4 separate regions of the Sus scrofa genome follow, and all the other regions are linked to region 4. Evidence: chromatin contacts called from public Hi-C and HiChIP or PLAC-seq data. All regions are on one chromosome and are shown on one strand. Each heading gives the region's core, a stretch centred on a gene start, on an enhancer-like site or on the middle of the called end of the contact. The rest is flanking DNA. Distances are from core to core; before and after follow the strand shown. Region 1 holds the start of TRIP13 (thyroid hormone receptor interactor 13). Region 2 has its middle 38 kb from the start of LPCAT1. Region 3 holds the start of MRPL36 (39S ribosomal protein L36, mitochondrial). Region 4 holds the start of CLPTM1L (cleft lip and palate transmembrane protein 1-like protein).

Evidence for each region. A called contact is a pair of places that touch in the nucleus more often than the background predicts. HiChIP or PLAC-seq counts read pairs in DNA pulled down with a chosen protein or histone mark.
Region 1: a contact with region 4 is called in an H3K27ac HiChIP or PLAC-seq map of alveolar macrophages. The contact joins the promoter of TRIP13 here to the promoter of CLPTM1L in region 4. A contact is called at or near these places in 1 of 47 Hi-C or Micro-C datasets (differentiating spermatogonia) and 1 of 2 datasets of contacts at active chromatin or transcription factors (alveolar macrophages).
Region 2: a Hi-C map of retroperitoneal adipose tissue shows a contact between it and region 4, with 2.2 times the contacts expected there. The contact joins the enhancer-like site here to the promoter of CLPTM1L in region 4. A contact is called at or near these places in 1 of 5 promoter capture datasets (fetal liver), 4 of 47 Hi-C or Micro-C datasets (embryonic fibroblasts, mesenteric adipose tissue, omental adipose tissue and 1 more) and 2 of 2 datasets of contacts at active chromatin or transcription factors (alveolar macrophages and skeletal muscle).
Region 3: a contact with region 4 is called in a Hi-C map of liver, with 5 times the contacts expected there. The contact joins the promoter of MRPL36 here to the promoter of CLPTM1L in region 4. A contact is called at or near these places in 2 of 5 promoter capture datasets (fetal liver and liver), 2 of 47 Hi-C or Micro-C datasets (heart right ventricle and liver) and 1 of 2 datasets of contacts at active chromatin or transcription factors (alveolar macrophages).

The regions. Positions count from the first base shown.
Region 1 is chr16:79,472,334-79,475,547 of Sscrofa11.1, reverse strand. It overlaps TRIP13 (thyroid hormone receptor interactor 13), which reads left to right and starts at 1,843. Exons shown (of 13, transcript NM_001195371.1): 1 at 1,843-2,074; 2 at 2,594-2,759. The coding sequence starts at 1,983. BRD9 (bromodomain-containing protein 9) reads right to left here and starts at 1,798. Exons shown (of 16, transcript XM_021077128.1): 1 at 1,639-1,798; 2 at 888-1,102; 3 at 564-696. The coding sequence starts at 1,690.
Region 2 is chr16:79,094,776-79,098,056 of Sscrofa11.1, reverse strand. No RefSeq gene overlaps it. Among named protein-coding and RNA genes, the nearest start is that of LPCAT1, 38 kb to the left of the region's middle. Within about 2 kb of position 1,621, at least 6 of the 83 cell types and tissues checked have an H3K27ac peak or open chromatin away from gene starts, as enhancers often do. A contact at or near this core is called in retroperitoneal adipose tissue, where this site is marked.
Region 3 is chr16:78,999,986-79,003,583 of Sscrofa11.1, reverse strand. MRPL36 (39S ribosomal protein L36, mitochondrial) reads right to left here and starts at 2,096. Exons shown (of 2, transcript XM_005672623.2): 1 at 1,879-2,096; 2 at 803-1,553. The coding sequence starts at 2,096. The coding sequence ends at 1,238. NDUFS6 (NADH dehydrogenase [ubiquinone] iron-sulfur protein 6, mitochondrial) reads left to right here and starts at 3,583. Exons shown (of 4, transcript XM_003134167.4): 1 at 3,583-3,598.
Region 4 is chr16:79,235,303-79,238,463 of Sscrofa11.1, reverse strand. It overlaps CLPTM1L (cleft lip and palate transmembrane protein 1-like protein), which reads right to left and starts at 1,464. Exons shown (of 16, transcript XR_002339573.1): 1 at 1,112-1,464; 2 at 604-704.

The DNA of each region.
Region 1 (3,214 bases), core at 594-3,093, 240 kb before region 4:
TACGAGGCCTCAAACGGGCAGCGGAGCAAATGAAGCCAGCGACACCGGCGGCTGCAGGAACCCCACCGACGTGGTCGCCTAGAGAACGGCGGCCCAGCGCCCGCCTTTACTCCACAGGAGCCCCGCCTGTCCACCAGGACGCCCCCACGGCGGAGGGTGCCGCCAGCAAACGGCACCCCAGCGTCTGCAGCAAACCAAAGGTGCTCAGACCCAACGTCAAGACAGAAAAGCCTGGAAGGCGAATCTGCCTCCAGTCAAGCACCTACAAGCCTTTCCCAGAGCCTTCCTCTGCTGAGCTCCTGAGGGGTCTGACCGCCTGCAGCCCTAGGCTCCTCCTGTCCGTGACAAGCTTCTTACCGGCTAGGCCAGCACTGCGGCCCTGCTCTCCAAGCTCAAAGAGGACCCTCGGGTCCAGGGCCTCTGTGTGAGGCCCGGAAGAGAAACCCTGCTCCTTCCTCTCCACGCGTCCCCCAAAAGCTGGCAGGCAGGTGCCCATCACAACTGCACAGGGACAAGCTCCGAAGCCCAAAGCTCAGGCGGTCTCTGAAAACACCGACGCTTGCCTGGCTGCGTCCGGCACGCTCGGACAGGCCGGTCGGGGGGCGGCTCCACCTCCACCTTCTTCCCGGGGTCAAAGTCATCGGCCTCCCCCTCCGTGTCACAGTGCTCCTTCTCCCGCTTGCGCTTCTTCTCCTCCTGGGAGGCAGGGTCAAGGCAGGAGAGCAATGAAGCAGTTGTGAGGGGCCTCTTGTTTCTGAGAGGATGCTAAGGGCCCTCTCCCAGAGACGTTGACTCCGGACTCTCCGCCCGTGCGTCCCCTCCCCTGGGCTCGGGTGAGAAACGTGGTGGGGGGGGGAGCCCCAGGGACTTCAAGCCCCCGCCCTCACCTTTCGCTTCCTCCTTTCTTCATCGTCGAGGTGCTTCTCCTTCTCTGACTTCTTCTTCTTCTTCTTCTTCTTCTCTCTGTGCCGCTCGCGCTCGTGGTCTGACCTGTCGTCGTAGTAACTGGAGTCGTGGCCAGACCCGGAGAGCTCGGTCACTTCACTTCCCCCCACCTTGAGGACCAGCTTCAGGGGTTTCTCCAAGGGCTTGTCGGCATAATCTGCAGACAAAGGGGGGCCTTCAGTGCGTGGGTTTGGGCCGCCAGTCGGTGGCACGGCTGGCCCCTGCTGGGGTGTGAGGGTGACACCGAGGCCCGGGAAGCTGGGGGGGACTGGCTGAACGGAGGCAGAGGACCGGGGGATGCCAAAGCCGTCAAAGAACGGCGGGGTGCGCCCTCCCTGCCATCCTCAGGGAGGTCTCTCCGGCGGCGTCGGAGAAAAAGACCCAGACCCCGCCTTGGTGCTCAGCGTCGGATCCCCTGTCCCCCAGCTCCTGGCCCCTGCTCACCCCTTCTCGTCCTGCACCAGCCCCCGAGTGGCGTCCTGACCCCGGGACTAGAGCTGCAGGGCCGGGGCACAAGTGGGAAAAGGCGGGAGGAGACCTCGAAAACACGGCCGTTCAACACTCTTCTCCAGGTTGCGGCGAGAGCTGGACCGACGCTCGAGAAGAGTTCCCGAGCCCCGGCCGCGCGGCCGGGACCCCCGCCGCCGCGAACACCCGCCCGCCCCGCGTCACAAAGCGCGGCCGCCGCCTCACCTTCGTACGACGAGCGCCACTCGGCCTTGTGCTTCTTGTGCTTCTTGCCCATGGCGGCGGCGCCGAGGGCAGCAACCAGCCCGGCCGCCGCCCGCAAGCCCCGCTCGCTGCCCGCCCGGCGCCTCGAGCTCGCGCGCCCGCGCCGGAAGCGGGCGCCGCGGCCGGAAGGAGCCCCGCCCGCGGGCGCCAGAACTTCCGGGTCAGAGGGCGGTGCGCTGCGCGCGGCAGGTTCGAAGCGCGGGCGCGGCCCGAGTGCTGAGGCGGCGGTGGCGGCGGCGCGAGACGCGAGGCGGCGGCGGCGGCCACGGTCCGGGCGGGTCCCCGCGGCTCCCGGCGGCGGCGCCATGGACGAGGCCGTGGGAGACCTGAAGCAGGCCCTGCCCTGCGTGGCCGAGGCGCCGACCGTCCATGTGGAGGTGCACCAGCGGAGCGGCAGGTGAGCCCGCCGGGGCCCGAGGCGCCAGGCCGCGCCCAGGAGCTCCAGGCTCGGGGGACGTCCGCGTCCCCGACCCCGGCCCCAGGCGGAGCCCCGCGGCTCGGGGCGGTCGGGCGTGGCGGGGGCGCCGGGCCTGCGGCCGGAGGGGCGGCTCTGGGGGGGCGAGCGGCCTTGGCGGAAGCCCGGCGGGGTCGGCCGCGCACCGGCCGGCCCGCTGCGGGTCCTCGGTCGCGGCGCCGACCCTCCTGCGGCCGAGCAGGGTGTGGCCCGGGCAGCTCGGTCTTCCCGCCTGAGCCTCGCCGCCCGCGGAGCGCCCGCTCCTGCTTCACCCCTTCGGATGGTGTCGCCCGTTCGGACGGCAGCTCCCCGAGGTCAGCCGGCCAGCAGCGGCCCCGCTCCCCCGACCCGCCCGCCCTAACTGCTGCGCCGGTTCACGGAGGGTTGGAGTATTTTTTTAACGCTTCCGGATAAAATGTGTTTTTGACTCGGACGTGATCTTTGTCTTGTGTGTTTTGCCAGCACTGCAAAAAAAGAAGACGTAAAGCTGAATGTTAGAAAGCTGCTCAACAGACATAACATTGTCTTTGGCGACTACACCTGGACTGAGTTTGATGAGCCTTTTCTGACCAGAAATGTGCAGTCTGTGTCCATCGTTGACACCGAATTGAAGGTTAAAGACCCACAGGTAACTGTGTAATTCGCGGTACCGAGTAGCAGTTCAGCCTCAGCTGAGTGTAAAAGTGGGCAAGTGAATGGGGCGCTGCTGTTTGGATGGTGTGTCGTCAGAACCCGGTCTGCTCGGCCTCGGACGAGGCCTCGCTCTCTGTAAACGAGTGGCCCAGCGTCGGATGCTCTGCGTGCAGTAGGGAGACAGTGAAAACCAGGTCTCGGAAGGCAGACCCTGGAGTGGGGGCTGCGTGCCTTCTCTGCTATGCTCTCCGTCAGCACGGGCTCACGCGGCGCTCAGCATGTGTTTGGACCGCAAGAGGTGGGGGGCTCCAGAGATGAGGAGGAGGGCTCGCCTTCCAGAAGCTCCTCATGTGCCCCCGCCACCTAGCAGAGTTCGTGTGGGAGCTCAGAGTTGCTTTGCGCAGGAGGGCGGGTGTGGCGGGCAGTTCTGTGACCAGTCTGAGACAGCCC
Region 2 (3,281 bases), core at 372-2,871, 140 kb after region 4:
TTGCCCCCCAGGGAGGGGGCAGCGAGAGGCGACCCAGGCTTTCTGGACCTGCTGTGCCTGGAGATGCCCAGTGTGGGTGCCCACCGGACTGCGATGCGCCTTCCCCGGGGCTGGTGAGGCCCAGGGAGGTTTCGCAGGCTTCTGGCCACTCGCCTCGCCTGTCTTCAAATTATGGATTCGCACCTTCTCTCTCTTTCTGGGAGGAAATCTGTTGATAGAGCTGGTTTTTGTTTATTATTATCAGTGTGTGCGTGCGCGTGTGCACGTGGGCTCTCTCTCTCTCTCTCTCACACACACACACGCACGCAAACACGCGTCACGTCCTCTCTCAAGGGCCGTTTTTCTTATGCATTTACAGGAGTTGTAGCCGGGATGGACCTCGTTCCCTCCGACGCGCTCTGTTGATACCGTTACAAGTTTCCCCGTCTTGAATGCGCTTTTCACTCCCTGGTCCCAGCACATTGTTTGGGCCACTCGGATGCCGCTGAATTTCGTGATTGCTTCTGGACTTTTCATTCTTTCCCTGGCTCTCGAATCTGTCGGAAGCGAGTCCTCTTTCTGCGTGGGGAGGTTCCTGACCTCGGAGGAACCGTCTGGCATTGAAATCAGATTGGAAGCGACAAGACACCAGCGGAGTTCACGGCAAGGCCGCGGCTCGGGCACCGCCCCAGGCCTGGGACGTGGGTTCCAGCCCGGCACTTGCGGGTGGCCCGGCTCCTGACCTGCTCACAGTTCAGAAGCTTGTCAACACCCACCCTGGACACGGGGCGGGGGTGGGGGCTGCCGGGTCTGGGGCGGCCCAGGCCCGTCCCTCGACGGCAGAGGAGAAGCACTGGCCCCGATAAGACCAGGAGGGAAGCCCTGGGCGCCTGGACCCCAGCGGGCCACTCTGGGCCACGCCAGGGAAGGAGGGGCCCAGTGCTTCTCCGAGGATGTGGCCTGGCCCGTGGGATCCTGTGACTCAGGACAGCAGTTTTGTTAAAACAACTCCCTGTAAAAACCCTGGGGGGTATAGCTTTGCTCAAATAGGAGAATAAAGCTTCCACTTTCCTTCCCCCAGAGACGGCTCCCGGGGCTCAGTTTCACTCTTTACACAGTCTTACAATCAAATCTTTCAGAGGGTTCGGGCTGTTCACTCCATTTAGCCACTGCGGTTTTCTCTGAATGATGCATTAGAGCGGGTTTTGGCCATTAAATGCACGCCCCACACATGGTTTTATGGGTGTTTTTACAAGGAGGGGCTGCAGATGAAAGTCCTCATTACTGGCTCTCACTCTTGGAGTTTTTATTTCCCTCTCTTGCTGGCCGCGAGCTGACGCCGCAGACACCTCCCCAGCTGCGCCCTGAAGTCTCCGGGAAGCCGGGCCCGCAGCGCCACCGTGTGGTGCGCTGAGCTGGGTCCTTCAAGGGCGGGGGCCGAGGCCGCTGCCTCCCGGGGCCCAGGGCGTCCCTGCCCTGGGGGCTGGTTCTTCAGCATTCTCAGAGCAGGAAGCCCGACCCTCTGGGCGAGTCCGGGAGCCCCCATCTCCTGGCCGCATGACGAAGCGTCCCGCCGCTGACTGTCCGTTCGGAGGTGCTTGTTCGTGAGGCTGAAAGCATCCTGAAACGCTGCCCGTCACCTGCGCCTGCCTGCCGGCCCTTTCCTGAGGCCCAGGGGGCGCAGGACTGGCGTTGGGGGATGGGGGTGGTCCAGGAAGGCGGAGAGGGAGGGCCTGGGCTGGGGTCCTGCTCCTCCCCCTCCTCTCCTCCCAGCCCCAGTTTCCCTGGTCAGTGCAGCTTCCAGGCCCATCCCTCGAAGCCCCACGGGCAGGCAGGGACCCAGGAAGCTGAGTGTGTGGGCGTGTGGGGATCACGCATCCAGGCAGGACATGGCTCATCTGGGGGGATAAGCGTGGGCTGGGCCTCCAGACCTTCCAAGCATGGCACACAGGTGGCCCGGTTTCTGTAGCTGGGACATGGCTCTGAGCCCACATGAGGCCTGGCCTTGGATCTGCCCTGGCGCCTTGCAGCCCACCCCTCCAGTGACAGCCTCAGCATCTAGGCTCTGTCTCAGGAGGGGGACACCGGCCGACCCAGTCCCCAGGGCAGACCCAGGATGCCTCCCTGAGAAGTGCTCGTCCCTGCAGAGGGAGGGCCTCCCTCAGGTCCCAGAAAAAGGCGTCCGTCCCCGAAGCAGGTGCCAGCACCAAGGGGACTGGGTTTTCCTGACAGCCTCGGCCCCCACCAGTGTCCCGTCGTCCAGGACGCAGGCGTCTGCCGGGGAGTGTGTGTGCACCAGCCGGAGAGGGTGTGAGGGAGCGGGCACGCGCCTGGGTGTGCATGTGTACAAGCATGCACCTGAGTCTGGGTCGGGGCATCTCTAGTGGAGGGAGGGGCGGAAGAGAGGCTGATGAGGTTTCCCGTGTCCCCACCTTCTGTGGACAGGACTCAGGAGGGGCGCCCCCTGCCGGGAGGGGGGAACGAGCGCGGCAGGGGTGCACTGGGAGGAGCGCAGCGTTCAGGCGCTGTGTTCATCCGAGGCTTTTGCTGAAACCCGGGGTGGGGGTGCTCCCTGAAGAGCCGGCGGTGTGGGTCCGGCCGTCCACGTGCCGTCCCGAGGCTGCCATCGAAGCCCGGGACCAGCGCGTTTCCTGGCCTCCGATCCGGGTCCAGGCTCCGGCGGCCTGGCCGTGCCCGAGGCCGCAGCGCCCCCTGGTGCCGCTGCGCTTCCGCGCACGGAGGCCGCCGGGCAGCTGGAGCTGGAAAAACAGCCGTTTTGTGTCGCCCAGGCTGGAGGCGAGGGGGAAGCCGCTGGACCCCACGAGGTGCCCAGACGGGTCCGTGGAAAGACAGAGACACGTCGGCGCATCGATATAGCGCTAGATGGCTCAGCGGCCGAAGCCTTTAGCAAATGAGTCCCTAAGAGAATCCCTGTGGGTTTCTGCTGCCTCCCTGACTCCAGGGCCGGGAGATGGCCCGGCCCCCAACTGGGAGGACTGGCAAGGGGCTGCCCGGGACCAGCGAGTCCCAGGGTGGCCGAGGCCCAGGACGGTGCGTGCCGCCCCCTCCTCGGAGCGAATTGGCTTGCCCTGCGGCCCAGAGCAGGTGCCGGGAGGAGCACGATGTGCAAAGGCCATGTGCACTGGCCCCCACGTCCCCGCGCAGAAGACCTGAGGACGCCAGGGCTGGCTGCGCACTGTCCCCGGCGGCCCCTGCCTGGGCTGCAGAAAGGGTTCACGTCCACGTGGTTGGCACTGCCCCCTCTCGCTCCCTTCAGAGCAGCGCCCCCTGCCGAGGCCCCT
Region 3 (3,598 bases), core at 847-3,346, 240 kb after region 4:
TTTCAAGTTTTTCAAGCCACACCGTCTTTGATGCAGCCCCTCAGCCATTACTCTGGCTGCTGTAGCAGGTGTAACAATACATAAGAGGCTTGGCTGCTTTCCAGTAAAACTCCTTTTTCAAAAATGTGTGGCAGGCTGCATGTGGCTCCTGACCAAAACTAATTTTTCTGTGGTGCTGCATGCACTCTTGGGGCTGTAAGTGCCTGTCCACCTGGGTATCAGGAAGTTGGTGAGTATAAGATTTAGTTGGCGCACGGTCTGACCTTAGATCAGGAGAAAAGAACGGTTCAAAAATTCATCACGATGGAGTTCCCGTCGTGGCGCAGTGGAAACCATGAGGTTGCAGGTTCGGTCCCTGGCCTCGATCAGTGGCTTGAGGATCCCTCATTGCTGTGAGCTGTGGTGTAGGTCAAAGATACGGCTCAGATCTGCTGTTGCTGTGGTGTCAGCTGGCAGCAACAGCTCAGATTAGACCCCTAGCCTGGGAACCTCCATATGCTGCGAGTGTGGCCCTAGGAAAGATTAAAAAAAAAAAAAAAAAAAAATTCATTAGGCAGGAACCCTGGGATAGGTGACCCCAGAACACTGCATGCCAGTGGCTCCAGCTCCTGGTCTGCAGAGTTCAGGACAGCAGTTTCACTGATTTAGTTCACAACCACTGCCATGCACCCGTGTGCACACACACACACACCCTGCATACAGCAGTACACACAAGCAAGCATATGCACCAACCACACCCGTGCATGCATGGTCACATGTGTGCACGCATACTTTTCAAGTCTCAGACTCAGGATGACAAACAATCGATATCCAAGACACCTTTATATATGTATAAACAAGTTAAATTTCCCTGGACTTAAAGATTGCTATGTAGGCCTTCCCTGCTCATCCCCTCGGGAATGTTGAGAACCCGAGTCTGAACCCAGATGGGCACCTTAGGTGGGCTGAGCACAGGGACAGGGAGCTATCCGCACCGTTCTGTGGTGGCATAAAGCCAGCTTCCCCTTCACCCGTGTTCTGTCCCCGTCTGCTCAGGCGCAAACGAAATTGCAAGGAGGTGAGAAGGAGCCGTTCCCAGGTGGGGCTCTAGGTCGGCTGGATCTGGAGCTACAAGGCGATGAGACACCAGCCAGAGTCCGAAACCCAAAGGCCAGCGGTTCCGAGACGTGTTTCCCTTTGACTTTCCTTTCGATGCGGCAACACCATCTCCCACGTGCACGTGTTTCCCAGGCCTCGGCTACATCTGTCTCTGCTTGTGCTTCGGGTTGGTCTTGCAGTAGATAAACCACCGTCCGCGTCTCTTCACGAGGTAGCAGTCCCTGCAGCGCTTCTTGAGGACGCCCTTGGTCTTGAAGCCCAGGGCCGGCTGCGGGCCCAGCAGCGGGCGCGCAGAGAGGAGGGCGGCCGCGGGGCTGGGCTGCGCACCGACTGCAAGGGCGGCGCGCGGGGGTCCGGCTGCGAACGTGGAGAGCGGGCGACCGCCCAGGTGCAACAGGGGCCCTACGGCAGAAAGCACTGTCCTTAGGAAGGCGGTGGCCATGTCGTGGCTGGATCTACGGGTGAAAGAAGAAAACTTAGAGCTGCTAGTGGTTTCTGTCCCCGCCACTGAAACTTCCTTCCCCGCGTCCCTGCGCTCCGGACACAGGCCGCGCGGCTCGGGGCTTGGTAACCAAAGTGCTCCGCCGGGAGAGCATGAGTGCGGCGAGCGGCACCGGGCCCCTGCCCGATGCTGAGACCCCCGCCCGGCTGCCCGGCCTGTAGGAGTCCCGCGTCGACGAGACCCTGGAGCGGCCGGGCCAAGGGGTTGGGGGCAGAGGGCACGAGGTCGAAGACAGTACCCGGCCCGCAGGGATCAGCCCCGGTGCGGCCCCTTCTCACCGCGGTGACCTCCGCCCCCGGAAACTGAGGCCAGGGATCCCCGGGACGTCTCCTTCGGGGGGTCCCGAGCCCTTCCGTGTGCCCTGCCCCCAGGCCCTGGGGATCCCTGTATTTCCCACCTGGAAATTGGGTGCGGGGGCCCGCGGCTGCGCGCCTTGCCAGCCTCTGCGCCTGCGCTCTAGGCCGCGCTTGCGCAGTAGGAACGGAGACGCCGCCATCCGGTGTCCGCCAGGAAGGAAGATGGCGGCAGTCAGGCGGCTGCCCGTGCGGGGGCCGGGCTTAGAGGCGGAGCCGGGCTTAGAGGCGGAGCCGGGCTTAGAGGCGGAGCCGGGCTTAGAGGCGGAGCCACGCGAGTGCGGGGGCGAAGGGCATCAGGTTCCGCCCCAGAAGGCTGCTTTACCCGTTCTTGGCCCTCTACTTCTCGGACCAGTCTTAACCTCCTCTGGGCTCTCCGCCCAGATAGCTCCCGACCCTGTAGGCCACTGGGTGTCTGAGATTACAGGGGCGCTTCCTTCGAGGGAGGGGGTGTACTCGTGAAGGGATGCAAAAATGGGAATGAAAGGTATCTGTAATGAAAAAGAAGTCACAAGCAATGACTTAAAAAAAACAGACTTTAAAATACCCCCCAAACTGATAAATACCAACTTCAAAACAAAATCTAGAAAAACCCCAGCTTGTATTAGGTGGACTTCCTGGGAGAAATGTAGAGAGACTCAGGGAAACACGTGGAGACAGGCCCTGGTCCTGACTTAACTTTTTTTCTGCAGCATTATGAAAACTCAAACAGTAAAGTTGAAAGACATTTATAGCGAACACCCACATACCCACTGCGAGGATTCCACAAGTGCACTTGCTACGCCTGCCTTTCTGGAACGTGTACGTGTGGACACATCTACTTTCCATGCACAGGAACGGGAGCTGCAGACGGGGGTTCATCTGTGTGCCACACCGGCACCGCAGCACGCTTTGGCCTCTGGCCGGGAGAGCTTGGGCTTGCCTCTGAGCACCATCTGTGGACACCCCTCCGTTCCAGGAGGTTTTCTGGGCACTGTTGCCTCTCATCCCCTCCTTAGCTTCTTCACCTCCCTGGAGTCCAGGTTGTGGGTGAGACTGCGCCCCAGCTCTGGGATTGCCCCTGCGTCCACTGGCTGGCCGTGTGAGCTGACCCTTTGGACAGGTCTTATGTACGGGCGGTTTGGAGGAAGCCATGAGGAGCCGGGAGAGAAGCAGGGCCGGGATGCAGGCCGAGGTCCCGCACAGCGGGCCTTTCCGGGTTTACTTGTATGGGGGAGTGCCATCGAAAGCGTTTTACTGGTACTTCTATTGGGCTTTGATGCAGGAACCCGAAAACATCCTATTCCGGCGGCCGCACAGAACTGCGCATGGGCAACATGATGCAGTTCCAGGATCCTCCCTAAGCAGAGACCCTTCTCCAACATTCACCAAAACTCGATCCGTAACCCTCATGATTATCCATTACCATCGCAAGTCCGCACTGCATCTTCCGTTTCCCTCCTCCCCTGCCCCTGGTAAGTGGAGCAGCCCTTAAGTGTTAAGCTTGCCTAGTTTCCCGCCTTATCCCGGCCGGGCCCCAGCCACGCCCTACACCTGCCGGCCGCATCGGCCCGACCGCACCGCGCATGCGCGCCTCCCAGGGCGCACTAAAGCGCGGCCGAACCCGCCCAGCGGAAGCCGTGCGCGTGCGTCGGCGTTCGGCGTG
Region 4 (3,161 bases), core at 215-2,714:
GTGTTCGCTCCGATGCGGCCCCAACAGTGAAGAGGGAAGAGGAGGGCTCCTGACGCGCACCTTGTTTTTAAAATTATACTTGTTGAAATTCAAACCGGAACCCTTTCTTGACTACAACCTTAGAAAGTTACTTTATGCACTTGAACATCTACATTGCGCAATCTGCTGTGCTGTGAGGTTTCATTTCCTTACGACTTCCTGCTAAATTCTCCTTCCTTCCCCCCTTCCCTTACAGGTGACCCAGCTAAACCACCTGGACCAGGAAGGGGCAGCTGTCTGCTGCGGGACACTGCAGGAGCTCTGTTCTCCCCGTGCTCCCAACAACCTCCTACTCCTTTGGAAACTCCCTGGCAGCACCGTGGCCCACAGCTGTCAGATGCTGGGCAGGCTGCTTCCTAAATGACAAAGTTGTCACTGGCTCCTTTCAAGTAACCAAAGTCTGCTTCTCCAGGGACCAATTGCCCGCCTGCAATTACGATGCTCTGGTTGGCGGGACATGCAAGTAGTGCCACTTCTCCAAGCAACCCAGGCACCTGCAGGACGCTGACTTCCAACAACCTTGACACTGGGGCCGCTCGCCCGTCGCCCTGTCCACACTCGTACCTTTCGAATTTGGACTCCACGTCAAAGTCCTCCACGTTCAAGACCAGATCCACGTGGTTCTCGGCGCCCAGGCTGGACCGCGTGGTGGTGTACACACTGAGCTGGAAGAGATGTCAAGACAAGCCAGCTGGGCGAGGCCCCTGGCAGAAAGTACACACGGGGAGCCTGACTCAGGGAGGGAAAGTGACCACCTATGAAGGGAAAGGTGCAGCCTTGCTCCTCAAGGGACAGAACCCTGACCTGAGACAGGATGGCACTGCTGCAAAGACAGGCCTGCTGCAAAGGGACTTCGCTAAAGCCTGCGGCTGGCCGGCCCAGGGGGCAGGGTGCTCCGACTCCAGGCATCTGGTGATGGAGTGGGGCGGGCACAGGGGCCAGCGTGCGGGCAGGGTCTTTAGGATAGGGGCGTGGGGAGGAGAGGCCCCAGCCCAGCCCGGGTCAGGTTCAGGTGCTAAGGGCCCCGCCCCGCCCTGAGGTCAGAGCTCAGGTGCGGAGGCCCCGCGCTCACCTGCAGCTTGGGCCTCCGTGCCAGGTAGGGCTGGATGCAGTTTCCGTCGCCGGAGCACGGGCGGGTGTAGACGATGCCGTACATGACCCAGCAGGTGTGCACCACGTACACCACGAACACGCCCACGACCAGGCTGGTGAAGGAGCTGCGGCCGATCCACATCGCGCCGCCGCCCGGCCCGGCCCAGCGCGGCCCGCCTCGCAGCCCTGCCAGACGCTCTGGCCGCCGCCGCTCACGCGAGAGCCGCAGCGCGCCGCCGCCACCGCCGGGGAACGAACGCGCCGCGCGCCGCGGGCCGCCGGCCGCCCCGCATGCTCCCGCCGCAGCCGCCGACCTGTCGCCGCGGGATTCGCCGCCCGCGCCGTTTCCGGGCCCCGAGCCGCCCGCCGGAAGTGGGCGCGCCGCGCGGCCCCCTGGGAAGCGTAGTCCGGCCGCCGCGCACGCGCGCACGGCTGCGTCAAGGGCGCGGCGTGACGTCACTCGCCCGCGCCGTCCTCCGCGCGGCGGTCGGGCCCTGGGGCTTCGAAGGATGCTGGGGGGCGTTTAGGGGCGCTGAGCGGGCGCGGGGTGCCGAGCCGGGCCACTTCCGGAGCTCCAGGCTCCCCAGCGTAGCGCCGTCTCCACGCGGGAAGCCGGCGGGACCCTCGGCCCCGGCGCCGATCAGCGAGGCGGCGTGTGAACGCCGAGGAGCCGGGCTGGAGGCCGTGGTGTGGTGCGCTGTTCTCAGCCTAAGTATGGAATTATGTCAGAATGAAGAGCTAAGGAGAAAAGAAGTAGTCATCAGACCCCAAAAGCAGCGGCCTTTTCTCGTTGATGCTCGTTGTCCTTCAGTATAAACCCCATAGGGGGCGCCGTTGAGAAGAGCACGTTTCTCAGGGCGAGGCCAAGGCCCTGCGGCGCCTCCCTGGGCCTGACCCTCCCCCGGGAGCGCCCGTCAGAGCCCGCCATCCCCGGAGGGGAGCTCCTTCCCTCCTTGCAGGCTCGATGGCGCGCGAGGTTTTCCAGTTGGAAGCTGCCCGGTTGGCCCGTGGAAGGGCACGTGCTGTCCCTGTTTCCATCTAAGAGGCCTCGGAATCAGGACCCTTGATTCCCTGGAGCCGCTGGTGCCCAGTGGCCGGCTCTGATGGAGAGCGCTCCAGCCTCATTCACATACACATCCAGTCTCTCACACAATCAAAAATCAAAAACATCGCTAGGCATTTATAGAAACGGTAGATATTGATGCTGTTAAAAGCCCAACAAATTGCTCAGGGTTTCAGGGAAGGGGAGGGGCGTGCTGAGTGAACGGGAGAGTGGTTTGCTGGTGCAGAAGCAGCGGAGAGATGGGGCCTTCCAGGAGCCAGGCACCAGAGGCCAGTGCAGCGGTGGCTCTGGGCTGCGCCCCTGGAGTATGGGGCAGAAACTTGGGCGTCGTCGCAGAGTCTTCCCTGTCTCTTAAACCCTCCTGTTCTCACCCTCCCCCCTAACGCCTGCTCCTGGCCGTCATGGCTTCAGCCACTGGGGTGGTGTGTAGCGGGACCCCCCCACCCTCCAGCCTGCTCTCTGTTCTGCACACCTGCCTCCTGCTGGGAATCCTTTGCTGATTTCTGCTACCTCCAGTGTAAAATCCTTAGCAGGCTTACCAGCTCTTTGCCCACATGCTGTCGTGCCCTGTGCGCCTGCCATGCTTTGGGACCCCTGCAGGGCTGGGCTGCTTTAAATGCTCAACTATCTTTTACATAAATTTATTTCTTGTTTCTTTTTTTCTTTTTAGGGCTGCACCTGCGGCACATGGAGGTTCCTAGACTAGGGCTTGAATCAGAGCTGCAGCTGCCGGCCTACACCACAGCCGCAACAATGCCAAATCCTTACTTAACCCACTGAGCAAAGCCAGGGATTGAACCCATATCCTCATGGATACTAGTTGGGTTCTTAACCCGCTGAGCCACAACAGAAACTCACTCCATCTTCCGGCTTGCGTTGTTTCTGATGAGAAATCAGCAGTTAGGCCAATCTTATCTTTGTTTTACCCTAGGTAGTGTCTATTTTCTCTGACTGGTTTTAGAATTTT